Regions from separate parts of the Sus scrofa genome. Here region 1 is linked to region 2. A link is a contact called in public HiChIP or PLAC-seq data. All regions are on one chromosome and are shown on one strand. Each heading gives the region's core, a stretch centred on a gene start, on an enhancer-like site or on the middle of the called end of the contact. The rest is flanking DNA. Distances are from core to core; before and after follow the strand shown. Region 1 overlaps CAMTA1 (calmodulin-binding transcription activator 1). Region 2 overlaps CAMTA1 (calmodulin-binding transcription activator 1).

Region 1 (7,422 bases), core at 1,829-4,328, 42 kb before region 2:
AAATAAATGCTGAAAAGAAATCTTATTGGTCTATTAAACGATAAAAAGGGAAGCCTGTGGGCATAATTTCTGTATCTCAAAAGCACAGGTACCAGCGAGAGCACGTAGCATGTCCAACCACTTTGTGATCCTCCAGTTCTTAGAGTTTTCCAAAGATTTTAGAAAACAGAAAAACAGACTCGTAATCCCAGAACAGCTCTGAGTACCACCAGGATTAAGAAGATGAAAAAACATTTCCAGCCAGTCGATGGCCAGAGAGTCAACAAACAGTTAGCTGGGGCTTCATGTCCCCTTTTCTCTTGCCGAGTCTCTGTCACCCAAAGTGTCCCACAGCACAAGAGCAGTCACAGGTCATCGCTGCATTTCTCTGACAGGGGTTCCTCACCCTCAAAGGGACTCATTTAAAACATGTCCCCAATTGATATTTATCTAAAATCCCTAGGCAATACCAAAGTTTCAAACGCAGAAAACACGAGTTCCCTGGTGGCTCAGCAGGTTGAGGATCTGGCATTGTCACTGCTGTGACCTAGGTGGCTGCTGCGATGTGGGTTCCACCCCTGGCCTGGGAACACCTGCATACCACGTACATGTGGCCAAGACAAACACAGAAGATACTCCGCAAAGTCAGAAACCCCTGGTGTGTGCTAAGTTTAGGAGGCTTGGGATTTGCTGGTATGAACGTGGAGAGTCCCAGGTGTCTGTCTGGGCATCTGACCAAAGAAAGTGTCGGTGTCAGGAACCAACGACTGGCCAGACCCCCCGGGCTCTCAGGGTTCAGCTGCACCTACCGTCTCCTCCAGATTGTGTACAACTCATTTGAAACCTCAGGGCCTGACTGACTGTCACAGCCGTATTGAGCAACATAACACGAAGCCGTTTCTGACGTTCTCGCAGATAATCTGGGTAAAAATCTTAACTCCCTCCCCTGCGACCTACAAAATAAAACGCAAGGTGTCTGGTGTGGCGTGGAATGCTCTTTGCCCACGGTCTCAGGCTACTTTTTAGGGGTTCCCTCCTACTCACTGCTCCCCAAGTCCACCAGGAATCTTACAGGCCTTGGGGCCTGCGTGACATTGGCCTTTCCCCACGTCCTGCTTATTCTTATTCCTCAGAGGGTGTGGCTCAGATGTCACTTTCACGTAATCGTTCCCAGCAGCTGCCGAGCATCCACATGGGCCGGACACTCCCCACACAGTCTCTCTTTCTTCCTTCTTTTGGCTGCACCCACGGCATGCGGAAGTTCCCAGGCCAGGGACTGAACCCGTGCCACAGCAGTGACCACGCTGCATCTTCAGCCTGCTGGGTCACCAGGACTCTCCCCACGTGCATTATTCCTAATCCCGAACACAGCTCTGATTTGCCTCTCCCTGATCTTTCCGACAGATCAGGAAGCGGAGGCTCTGAAAATGTTACTTCACCCGAGGTCCTGTGTCTCGGGGTAGGATCTGAGCACAGGTTAGACTCTAGGCCCTGTTCCTCCCAGGCTGCCCAAGAAACCTCCATGCCCAGCTCTGTGTCCGACAGCCCTTAGCAAGTGAATGTTCGGTTATCGTCTCCCATGTGTTATATCTACCAGAACGAGCTTTCTGAAAGCCTGGCAGCCCTCGTACCAGACACAGGGTGGGTGCTCCACTCAGGCAACGGAAAGGAAAATCATTTTCTTTTTCTTTCCTTTTTCTTTCTTTCTTTTTTGCTTAGGGCCACACCTGCCACATATGGAAGTTCCCAGGCTAGGGGTCGAATCGGAGCTGCAGCTGTTGGCTTACACCACAGCCAATGCAACGTGGGATCTGAGCCACATTTGCAACCTACACCACAGCTCACGGCAACGCCAGATCCTTTACCCACTGAGCAAGGCCAGGGATCAAACCCACATCCTCGTGGATATGAGTTGGGTTCCTTACCTCTGAGCCACAACAGAAACGCCAGGAATATCATTTTCTACTGTGAGCTTCTTCAGAAGCCAATTTGTGGATGAGGTCATCCAAGCCCTGGGACAAGGGCTCTGGGGACCTCTGCTCTCCATCGTGGGCTCCAGGGGCCATATACCCATGGGCCCATTTTATCACTGATTCCCGGGGAGAGAATGAGCAGTCAAAGTGGGGGAGGGGATAAACAGGAGGCTGGGACTGGCACAGACCACTGCACGTGGGATGGCTGAGTCACGAGGAGCACAGGGAAATCGACTCGATGCTCTGTAGTGACCGACGGGGGAGAGGATCTGAAAAGGAACCGACAGACTTGTGTGTACAGCGGACTCCCGCTGCCATACACCTGAAACTGACTCAACACTGGAAGGCTACTCTACTCCGATAAAGTTTAACTTTAAACAAAAGGGCAAAGAAAGGGGGAAAAACAAAAACAAAAACAAAAAAACCCCAACAGAGCCGACCTGAAAGCACATGCAGAAGCTCCAGGCGTCTGCTGGGCCACTGCCATTTCCTTGGGGCTCAGGGAAGGAAGTCGCGGAACCACTGGGCGTTGGTGCGAGGCTCTGGCAGAAGCTGAGGAAGGTCTGACTTCTGCACAGACACCTGCGAAGTGCACGCAGCGTCGCTCTTCCTTCTCCATCGAGCTTCATGTTAGAAGCAGGGATCCCCACCTTCCAGCACCCCCCCGACTCCTGCCTTTCCCTGGCCGAGTGTTTGGAACCGGAGGCTGGCAGCGCCACACCTGGGTGAAAGGATTGCCTATAATTAGCTACACAAGTGCCGAATGCAGGAGTTGGGCGAAGCCATTGCACAAACGTGACATTTTTATCGCGGGAGAACGAAGGAACATTCTCGAGAACAGCCTCAGAATGCGTGCGTGAACCCGAACAGCCTGTGAACCAGGGAACAGCTACTACCTGCACACCCGAGCTTAGGACAGCGGCTTGGGCCGAGCCACTGCGGGTCTGGTCACCAGGGCAGGGGAACGAGCTCGGCCTTGGCAGGTAAATGAATGAAGGACCGACCGTCAAATACCATCTGCTATTTTAAAGCGCGTTATTTGTGGCTCAAGTGCACTTGTGCCTCCTGTTGCTATTTGGACGGGCCGGGAGGCCGCCTCTCGTTCCATTTACAGCCCTGGGCAGTGCTGGCAGGAGGGCTGATGAAGCAAAAGGAGGCAGGGCTGGAACTATTTCTGGAGAGAACAGGAACGGCCGCTTCGGAAGGCGCCTGCATTTTTCAGGAAGCGCAGAAAGTCGGGGGACCCGACGTCACCCAATGCCTTCCCGGAACCCGCGGGATGGCGGCCGGGTCTGGGCGCAGACAGCGAGGAGGGGAGGCCACTCGGGACAGGGCACCGGCTGGGCCACTCGGGTTTTCCAAAGCACCGGCTCCATTTAGCCTCAGGAAAAACTGCCCTCGTCCACTTTGGACGAGCTCCCTGCCGTGATGGCTCTAAACACTAGACGGGCGTAGCCGCTGTCTCAGGACTTGCTCCCCGCCTCCAAGGGGCTGCGGGCTTCGTGTCTCTTCTGGGTCTGCTTCCCACACGCTGCAGCCAGGTTCTCGGGCAAAGATCAGGTCGCCGATGACGGGCGGTTAGGAGACGGACTGTACTGGGGGCAGCAAGGCACCTGCGCAGGTCCTGCTCACTGGACGTCACTCAGCACCAGAGCCCGAGGTGCCTGAAGGCAGATCCACCCAACCTCTTCCCTGGGTGCACGGCGGACCCGCGGAGGCCCAGCCGCTCGGCTCTAGCGGGAGGGAGGCGCCCTCGAGCCCCACCAACCTCGCAGCGGTCTCACGGGCCACCTCGCAGCAAACCAGCCGCAGGGGAAGCAGGGCAGTGGCAGGACATTGCGTGAGAGCAAAGGTGGGCCGGAGCCGGGCCCGGATTCCGCGGCCACTTTTACCTTGTCTGCGAAAGAGGGGCACGTTTTAAGTCAGGGCTAACTTTCCGGAAAGCAGCAAATCTGGAGAACGCGGCCTCAACAGTTTCAGCCCAGGGTGGAAGAAAACAGGCTGTCGGCACGCGGACTGCGACCTCCCGAAAACGGTGACGTGGCTGAGGAAAGGCAGGTCACCACCGAGACCGACACGCTGTTTTCTCCTTCTCTTTCCTTTCCCAGGGCCGCTCCTGCAGCTCAAGGAGGTTCCTGGACTAGCGGCCGAATGGGAGCTGCCGCCGCCGGCCTATACCACAGCCACGGCCACACCGGCTCCACGCCACATCTGTGACCTATGCCACAGCTTGGGACAACACTGGATCCTTAACCCAGTGAGCAAGGCCAGGGATCGAACCTGCATCCTCACGGATACGAGCTGGGTTCATAACCTGCTGAGCCACAACAGGAAGGCCACCACTGGGGTCTTTAAAGGGGAAAGTGCTGTCACGGGGCTTGCAATCCACCATCTAACCTGGACAAGAGGATGTGGGCGTGCAGTGCGACGTCAAGGGCGTGCACGTGGACAGGAAAACCCCAACGACAAGAACAACAACTGCAAAGGCGGAATCTGCCCGAAGTGCACACGAACTGTCAAGGGGTGAGAACACGTCCTCGAGCCATCAGCAGGTGGTCCCGCGGTGCCTGGCCATGCCAAAACAACAGCAACAACAAAAACCCCACTCCAACTCCATGGGGAAGAACTGTGGAGAATCAGGGCGAGAATGGACGCACGCCACAAACATCAGCTACTGGGCTGCCTCTGCCCGGCACCCGCGCGTCATGGGGGTGGAACGGGGAGCAGAACCACTCAGGTTGTGGTGGTGGCACAAAACCACCGGGGACACAAAAACCAAGTTAGACGTGCGCCTTCACCCCCAGAACCTCAGCCTGCTGGACATAAAGGTGGAGAGAGCTCTCACGGGCCTGTGGGCCAGCACCTGCCCTCACTCTGCCCTCTTCCCGAGGCCTGGCACACAGCAGGCCCTCGATAAACACTTGACAAGAGACTGACTTCCACCTGCTGAAGATACAAAATGCGATTTCACAAAGGACGAGGTAAAGAAGGTGGCACAGGACAAAATATCTCTTTCTGTCAATCACGTCTGTGGCACTTTTGTACAGCTAAGTCGGGCCAGGGATTGAACCTGAGCCACAGCAGTGACTGGAGCTGCTGCAGTGACAGCACCAGATCCTTCACCTGCTGCACCACCAGGGAACTCTTCCAGTTCAGTTATTAAAAGCAGTTTCTTCCCTTCTCACAGGGGCCGCAGTTTCCTAATCCTATCAAATGGATCTGGGACCAGGGGTTTGGAAAAAAAAATGAACAAACCCCTAATTGAGACGGGGGTAAAATAATGCTTTCACCGGATCGGCTTTATCCTCCCCAGACATGATCCACTACAAGACTGGGGCAGAGACAATGGGGAGAAAAGCTGAAGATGCAGAAAAAAAAGAAAGGGAGAAACCGTGCAAGGAAGATGCGTTACAAGGTACCGGGAGCAAAGATGATTGGAAAGAAAAAAAAAAAAAAATCCTGGCTGCTTCTAGCGAATCCTTCTGTGCTTAAGAGACGTTACTGGCCCTGAGTTCCTGGTGGGTTTCAGAATCCGACTCAAAAACCCTGTGTGGGGGGTTCGGCTGTTTCCGACTCACTCTCCATACATTATTCAGAGCTGCCGCTGGCAACGCTGTTCTCCCAGGGCTAATTGCAGAAGGGCCATCTGCGAGGCGTTGCCTACGGTCCTGCTAACTCGTGAAAAGCTTTAAGTCCAAGATGTTCCACAAATATGCGTTTTTAAAAACACTGGAGTCTACAGAGGGCTCGAAAGTTTAGTCGCTACGCTAACACTGTTTTCACGGTGCCCTGAGATTTTGTAAAAACCTGGAATAAACACAGGTGAAGTCCCTTCCCGAGCAATAGACTGACAGAGCTGTCTTTGAAAAGCAACAGCTGTACGACTTCCAAACACTGGACGTGTTATAAAGTAGGGCAAAGGAGATAAAGCCATTGCAAGGGGCTACGTTACAAATTATCCTAGGCCCTTCTGCCAAATAACAGAGAAATGTTTTTAAAAATCCAAATTGTACCACTTTGTCCATTTTATTCAGAAAGAAAGAATTTCCCCAAGGGAACCACCAGCACTTTGGAGAAACTTCAACCATCCAGCTCCTTTTTAGTGGCCTCGTGATCCCTGTGAGGGCTGTTTTGTGTCCTGGCTCCCCACGCCACAGAGGCGCAAAGGCTGCCCTCCTGTGTCTGCGGGGTCCTGCTTCCCACGCTTCGGGTTCGGGAGGCTGGAACGTGGGGTCACCCCTCCCGTTAGCGCTCTACACCCAGCCCAAGTCATCCTCGCATTTCCTGCAAATTCTAAATCAGTGAAGCCACCATGCAACCGTCCCTGGGATTAGGGGACAAAGGTAAAAACTTAGAGTGCTCTTCACCAAATGGGGTTGCGAGTTGATTTCATACACTTGTGGGGTTGCCATATCCTGCTGTCCTCCAGGAAGTCTCCGAATCGGGCGTCTTTCATCCTCCCACTCAGGCTGCGGTTGGCCTAAAGGTTCAGGGAGCAGCTAAGTGACGGCACACGTGGTCAGGAACCAATTCCAAGGGCAGTGGGCACTAACCCTGGGAGGCCCCCATCCCCAATTCTGCCCACACCTCTCCCTTCTCCCCTCTTCCTCATTCCCCATGCCCTGCCCTGTCCTAATCCACCTTCCTCAACCTGCCCCCACCCCCCACCGCCCTTGCTTAACTGGTACCAATCCTGACCCTCATTCCTCTGATGGCTCAGTCAGTGCCACTGCAGACAACCTGTGACAGAGAACCACTTCTCAAACCCGCATTCTCCTTCCCCCTGTCATTGTGCTAACTCTTCAAGATCCCCCAGAAGGATTTCTCTCGCTCTTTTCCTGGCTCAATTTAAGAATAAAAATATGAGGCGTTCCCGTTGCGGCTTGTGGGTTAAGGACCTGACGCTGTCTCTCTGAGGATGTGGGTTTGTCCCCTGGCCTTGCTCCGTGGGTTGAAGATCTGGTGTCGCCGCAAGCTGCGGCACAGGTCACAGACGCAGCTTAGATCTGGTGTTGCTAGGGCTGTGGCGCAGACCGGCAGCTGTAGCTCCAATTTGATCCTTAGCCTGGGAACCTCCACATGCCGTGGATGTAGCCCTAAAAAGAAAGAAAGAAAAAAAAAGAATAGAAATGTGATTGTAATTCTGATAACAATAATGTCAGGATTATCAAGGAACTGAAATGATGTTCCCTCGCTGGGTTTATTCTTCTGAAACGTTACAGACTTTGTAATTTCAGAGAAGCAGTGTGGGTTCTGCCCTATGAATGAAGAACTTCACCAAGAAGCTTCTGTTGACTGCAATCGTTTTATATGCATGTACATTTATCTCTATTCAAGCAACATCACTGAACGTTCAAGTGTGAACGTCGCTTCTTTCATTTGTCTGGGAAGATGCTAAATGGAGGTTACGTATTGACATTTTATCAAGATTAAGGAGTTCAGTGTTTTACAGTATGTATGTGATATATGC
Region 2 (6,653 bases), core at 1,336-3,835:
CAGGCCAATCACCCAGGTGCTTCCTGGACTTTCTTTCCCTCCCCACCTTCAGTCCATCAGTGAGTTCTGGGTCCGTCCTCTTCTTTCCAACGCAATGGCCACTACTCTAGCCTAAGCTGCCATCATTTCTGGCCTGGATGCCTGGACCCTGCAGTAGCCTCTTGCTGAGGGCACCTTCCACACACCCGAGACCGACCTGTTTCTGCTGGGATGGTGTCCGGGGGCTTCCCTCTGCCGCCTCCTAGGGTTTCCCTGTTTCATTCTTCTCTCCTACAATCCATCCTCCCACATCATTTTTTCTTTCTTTTTTTGGCCTTCCTGTGGCATATGGAGTTCCTGGGCCAGGGATCAGATCCAAGCTGCAGTTGTGATCTACACCATATCGGTGGCAACACGGGATCCTTAAACCCACTGTGCTGGGGCCAGGGATCAAACATGCATCCTGGAGCTGCTAAGATGCTGCTGAGTCCATTGTGCCACAGCGAGAACTCCCAGGAATCATTTTTTAAAGATATGATTTGGATCAAGCCACTCCCCACTTAAAGCTAATGGCTTCCAGGGCAAGGGAAACCACATCGGACTCCTTCTTAGGACTTAGAAGGATGGACATGATTTGGTCCCTGCCATCCTCTCCAATCTAGCCTCTCCAGCTTCCCCCATCCGTATATTTCTCCAGCTGACCGAGCCTGTGCCTGCCCCAGGGCCTTTGCACGTCCTCGGTCCTCTGCGTGGATGCTTGCCTTTCATTCTTGCCCACGACCGGCTCGTCTCATCGCTGGGGGTCCCTCATCAGTCTGCCCAAAGGAAGCTCCCCTTTCCCAAGGTATCTTATCACATCACCACATCCTAAGGTTCTGATATGGTTTTCTCCAGTTATCTCGGTTATTTGTTTCGTTGTTTGTTTTTTGTCTCCTGCAATAGAATGTGAGAGCTGGGAGTGGATCTGTCCTGGTTCCTCTTGATGGCCAGGGCCAAGGTCAAGGCCTGGCTTATGGCTCCTCAACACCTATTTGTTGAGTGCATTGCTTCAAAATGCAGTGCCCTTGCTCATCTCATTTTGAACTTCATCTTTGGCCTTTGGTGACCTCCAAGGACTCCACTGTGGGGCTGTCCGGAAGCCCCAAAGCACAGTCTTCTTGTTGGGAGGGGGGCTGCCTCCGTCTTCTCCCTGGCTCGGCCGCCTTTCCTAATCCCAAGTCCTCCTTCGCCTAAGCTCCGTGGCCTCGCTTGGTCGTCTCCTTCCCGACCTTGCGGCGCTACTGGAATCTTGTAGCAGGGCAGATGTCATGGCTGTGTGGCTTCTGCGGCCAGCGATGGAGGGGGAGGCGCCCAGAAGAACCGCGTTTTTGGTCGAGCCCGAGTCTCCCCATGCATTTTGCTGGGCACGTGCAGCAGGCCAGTGGGCAGTGGCCATGTGCCCCCTCCCTTCCTCTCCTCCCATGTCATTCTCACTCTAAGGTGGCCTGGCTTGTGCTCACAGCCCTCTGAGCTCTTCTTTTTGGAGAAGACAGTCTCATTCTGGTTTCAAGTGTTCTTTCTTGAAGATCGGCTTCAGCTTCCCTGAGCCTTGGGGAGATCCAGGCTTCGGGAGGTGTCTGAGCAGCCAGCATCAGCCCCCAGGGTGGGGCTCGTTCACGTGACCAACTCCTTCCGGGACGAGAGCTCCCTGGGATCAAGAGCAGGGTTAAGGGCTGGGTCTGAGCTCCACCCGAGGTGCCTACTGGTGCCTGGCAAACTCTTCGATGAATTCAGAAATCAATGTACGCGCGCAGCATTCAGGGCTGTCTTACCGAGTGACGTGTCTCGATGTGACCTTCAAAACAGGGATGTCCCAAAGGGGCCCCCTGCTTTGTGGTTCAGGGTGGAACAGGGCGGTGTCCCCGCTCTCAGGCTGCCCAAGCCTCCCTGGGTCCAAGACGCAGGATGTTAGTGGGAGACGCACTGACCGGCATAGACTCTCCTGCCGGCTCTGGGGACCCAGAAATGCTCTCAGACCGGGAGGACTCCCTGCTGAGACCAGGACAACCCCGATCCCCTCTCTCCCCTCCCTGCCCCCCTCCCAGGACTGAAAGAGCTAGGCCTCGCTCCTGGAGCAGCTCCAGGCCTTGAACCTGTGAGCTGGGGCCTCCTGGACCTTCCTCCGTCGCAGTCCCTTGCCCACTGGCAGGTGGTTTTTAAAGATGTGGAAATGGAGGCCCAGAGAGGTTGACCGCTAGGCTCAAGGCACCAGGTGGAAACAGGCTGATGTGGGCTGTGCCAGGTCCTGGCCTGGGACGTCATCCAGAGGGCACGCAAAGGCCAGTCTCTTTTTTTCTTTCTGGAGGGGTCAGATAACTCAGGACAGGCAAGGTCTGGGTCCTCAGCCAGGCCAGAACCAGGTACAGGAAGTGGCATCTATTTATAGGCTGGGCAAGTCCCGTTCCAGCAGCAGTTGATAAGTGGACAGTTTAATAACAGGCTGCCCTCTCCCCTACCTCGCCAGCAGAGGTGGGCCTGCCCTGGCCTCACGCAGCCCTGGGCTGGGATAGGCTGACCCAGTCTGGCTGGTCTCCAGGACGGCCATGCTCCAGGCTGAGCAGGGCTGCTGGGAGCCTGGGTGCGGTGGGGGTGGGGCTGCATGGGAACCAGCCAGGCCACTGGTGGGGGCAGGCCCAGCAGCGGAGGCCATCAGGGGCCCTGGCTCCCTGGGATGAGCGGAGGCTGAGCACGTGAGCCCAGCCCTGGAGCTGTGGTGTTCCGCTCTGGCGGGCTGTGTGGGGAGATGGAGAGAGAGAATGTTCCAGGTCAGCCTAGGAGCCCCAGGTGGGGAGCATGGTGGGGGCTGAGGCAGACAGCTAGGGCGGCCTGAGGTTCAAGGTGGACCCCCCTGGCACCGGCCAGCTCTACTCCCGCCCTGTCCACTTCTCTTCTCCACCCGGCCCTCCACAGGGAGCACATGTGCTCCCCCCATGCCTCTCTCCCTCTCCCTCTCCCTCTCTCTCGCTTTTTCTAGGTGCCCTGGCTTCAGATAACATGGAGTGGGGCCCCTCCACCCCGGCCACCCCACCTCCTCATCTGCCCCTCTGTCTGTCTGTCACCTTGGCAAGCGGGACAGGCCACCCCTGGAGCTCATGACACGTGTGCCGGGCCAGACAAGGGGGGTGGTTTCCAGCCCCCAGCCCAGAGCACAGAAAACATGAGCTCTAGAAAGAGATCCCTCCACGAATAGCCACCTGCTTTTTTGCAACATGCCAGGCAATTTTCGAGCCCTGCGGACACAGTGGTGACCGAGAAGGACACAGACCCCGTCCTCAGGGAGCCAACCGGTCAGGGGGGAGGTAGTCACGGCCAGAGATCAAGGACAAGTGGACCAGACAGGGACACCAAGCTGCGTCGAGATGATGACCCCTGCCCGAGTAAGAGAAGGTCAGAGCCCAGGGACGTGATGCGGGGGGCCCCTGTCCCCAAAAGTGGAAGCAGACCATGCGTCCGTGCCTTCTTCTGGCCGCTGGACGGAGGCATCACCAAATTCTCAAAGGAGTTTGTGCGGATTCGTCTCAATTTGACACCCCCTCCCTGCAGTTCGCCCGGCCTTCTCCGTCCCTCTCCGACCTGCTCTGTGCTCTGGGGGCCTGCGTGGGCTGGGCTCTCCTGTTCTCGTGGCTGCTGCTTGGCTTGGGCTGCGGGTGGGGAGAGAGGGCAGCCTTGTGCACCCCCTCCCCCACCCCCCGCTGCACGGCTCTCCCCAGCTCCAGTGACCCGTCAGGGGGAGGGTGGCTGGAGCTTCCCTGGGGGCCAGTCCTGGGTGTGCCACCTGGGCCCCTTGGTTGTCTAAACAGGCCTCATCCGGTTTTCTTCAAGATCCCAGGCGAGCGCACCCGTGCAGCCTCTGATGAGGGGTCCAATGAGATTCTAACAGCCTACTCGGGACCCACGGCTTCAAAGCAGAGGAGACGGAGGCCCAGGGTAACAAGGCCACCTGCCCAAGGTCCCCTCCCCAGGCCGACTCTGATCTGGGGTATCCCGGGCCCCCAGGCCCTCTGCCACTGGCGGCCCGCTCACCTGGGCAGTAGCAGCGCAGCACACCGGGCTGGATCAGAGACGCAGACACTGAGAGCTGGTCGAACAGGCAGCTGTAGTTATTGCTGGCTTCTTGCCACGGGCCTGTGATGAGAACTTTCACTCCTCCCTGGAGGGGACAGAGACCGGGGGTGGGGGGCGGGTGTCAGCCCCGGAGGGAGGGCCCAGGGACCCAGGCCTCCGCGGCCGCTCCTCTCAGGTGCTGGTCTGCACCCCAGCCCACGTGCTTGGGAAGCATGCAGGTTCCTCACGCCCACAAGCCCTGCTTTCGAGAACCACCGCGTCACGACTGCCTCCCGCTGGGGCCTCGGGGGCCCCCAGATGCTCCTCAGCTGGCATCCAGCATGGGGGCTGGCTGTTCTGACCCCCTCCTGGACCTGGAGCTTTCCGTTCTAGGCAGAAGGGGGCGCAGAGTTTGTCAAACCTTTTCTGCAGGATGCCAGGTGAGACCTCCCCCGACCCAGGAAGGAAGCAGAGAGGAAGCTGGGGCTTTCTCTGTCATTGGCTTGTGGACAGATGGTGGGCTGAGCATTTCGGTGGCCCCCCAGGGAGATGAGGGGAGACCTGGGGTCCCCAGGATATGGTGGCGATAGCCAGGGGCGGGCAGCAAAGGCGGGGTTGGTGGAGAAGGCGATGAGACAGAAAAGAAAAACTGGAAGAAGGGCTGGGAGGAGGCTCAGAGGTTGCCCTGCGCTGGCAGGGCGATCTTCCAGCTGGTGGCTGGGGGTCGGGTACCACGGAGCCTCACCAGCTGACACTGCCTGGCTCTCCACATGGCCAGAGTGGTCCCCTCACTCTGTGCGCATGGTGCAGGCAAGGCTCTGATGTGCCTGCAGCCTGTCTGGGCTGCAGTTGCTCCCATGGGGGCAGGGTGCGCGGGGGGGGGGGGGGCAGTGAGAGGAAGGGGGATGGGGTGGGGGGAGGGGGTTTGGATGACCTTGCTCAGTTCAAGGGGAGAGGGCCCTGCCCCCAAGGATCCCCGAGGTACCTGGGAGCAGGAAAGCGAGGCGAAAGGTGTTGGCAACCCCTGACCTCCTGCTGGAACCAGCCACGGCAGCCACAGAGCAAGGAGAGTGGCATTATGCCCCGGTGCCCCCCGGGAAGCCCTGTTTTATGGTCATTGTCTGAGTTTAGTGATTAACAGCACCTGTCCTGCCTGGTGTGGGCAATGAGGTGTTAGGGCCCCATTCGGGGCTCAGACAGTGGAGGGGAAGGTGAGGTCACTGAGTGGGGTGGCCAGCCCTAGGGGTTCAGAGAGTGGGGTTGCTGTCCCCTCTGGCTCTCCTGCCACCTCCTCAGGTGGGTCCACCCCAGGCTCCATTGCCTTTCCCAGCAGGGGGCCAAGAACAGCCCAGGACGGGGTGGCGAGCGCCACCTAGTGTCCAGGAAGGAGAAGGGCTGAGATGGGCACCTGCTGGCCTTGGGTGGTGGAGGGGTTGAGGATGCAGCCCTGGGCCCTATCCCCCCCTTACTCCCCCTCTCCAGGCACCAGAGGCCAGACCCCAGCTCCCCTGCTGCTGCCCAATGCCTGAGGGTCCCCAGCCTTAATGGGACTGTTCTCGAGGCCCCCACGATATTCCCCGGATGCCAGACCCAACTCAGGGACAGGAGAGGGTGTTTCACAGACGGGAGATTCCACTGTGGAAACAAGTCTTCCAGACTGGAAGCCTTTCCATCCGTGCTCTTAGATGGGCCTTTCTTCCTTGGCTGAAATGGCTGGGAGCGGTCATCTTACTTCTAGGCCACCAAAGTCTTTTTTTTTTTTTTTTTAATTTTTTTTCCTTTTAGGGCCGCACCTGTGGCATATGGAGGTTCCCAGGCTAGGAGTCTAATCAGAGCTGTAGCTGCCGGCCTACCCGCAGCCACAGCAATGCGGGATCCAAGCCACATCGGAGACCTATGCCACAGGTCACAGCAACACCAGATCCTCAACCCACTGAGCGAGGCCAGGGATCAAACCTGCATCCTCATGGATGCTAGTCAGATTCGTTTCCGCTAAGCCGCGATGGGAACTCTGCTACTCTCACCAAAGTTTGGAGAGCAGTAGAGAAAGCTCAGGACCAGGAGCCAAAAGCAGGAAGCCTACCCCTGCAGCCTCAGTAGTGTGTCCTCAGGCAAGTGACCCAACCTCTCTGGGAGGCATTTGAACTCTAGGGGCCCTCTGGCCTTAACACTCTTTGGTTCTGATCTATGGCTCCAGAAAGAGATTTGGAGTTCTGTCGGAGGGGTGGGGCTGGGGCCAGCATCTTTGGGGCTGGACGTGGCTGCCTGGCTGGACATGGCTGCCTGGCTGGGAGGTGTGCCATATGGCACAGGTAGAACTTGACCCTGGGATGCCTGGGGGCACCAGAGGCCAGCACAGGGCATGTGTCATCCCTGGATGCTGGGCAATGGAAGAGCAGCGGCTTCAAAAGGCCATGGACAATCACCCTGTGAGAAAAAAGGAAAAAAAGACAATAACCCCACTCGAGAGCTGCTAGCATGAAGCTAGGGCTGCTGTGAGGAACCAAGGACTGCGGAGGTTGCTAGGGAACATCAGGACCTTCTCCATGGCAACCGGTGCGGGATGGGCTCAGCCCCCATCCGTGCAGGAG

What was found. HiChIP or PLAC-seq counts read pairs in DNA pulled down with a chosen protein or histone mark.
Region 1: a contact with region 2 is called in an H3K27ac HiChIP or PLAC-seq map of skeletal muscle. The contact joins two enhancer-like sites. A contact is called at or near these places in 11 of 47 Hi-C or Micro-C datasets (brain, embryonic fibroblasts, fetal heart ventricle and 5 more) and 1 of 2 datasets of contacts at active chromatin or transcription factors (skeletal muscle).

What each region holds. Positions count from the first base shown.
Region 1 is chr6:68,422,342-68,429,763 of Sscrofa11.1, reverse strand. The region is part of intron 9 of CAMTA1 (calmodulin-binding transcription activator 1); the gene reads right to left. Among named protein-coding and RNA genes, the nearest start is that of VAMP3, 48 kb to the left of the region's middle. Within about 2 kb of position 3,078, at least 6 of the 83 cell types and tissues checked have an H3K27ac peak or open chromatin away from gene starts, as enhancers often do. A contact at or near this core is called in skeletal muscle, where this site is marked.
Region 2 is chr6:68,380,448-68,387,100 of Sscrofa11.1, reverse strand. CAMTA1 (calmodulin-binding transcription activator 1) reads right to left here. Exons shown (of 23, transcript XM_021097514.1): 8 at 4,042-4,168. Among named protein-coding and RNA genes, the nearest start is that of VAMP3, 90 kb to the left of the region's middle. Within about 2 kb of position 2,585, at least 20 of the 83 cell types and tissues checked have an H3K27ac peak or open chromatin away from gene starts, as enhancers often do. A contact at or near this core is called in skeletal muscle, where this site is marked.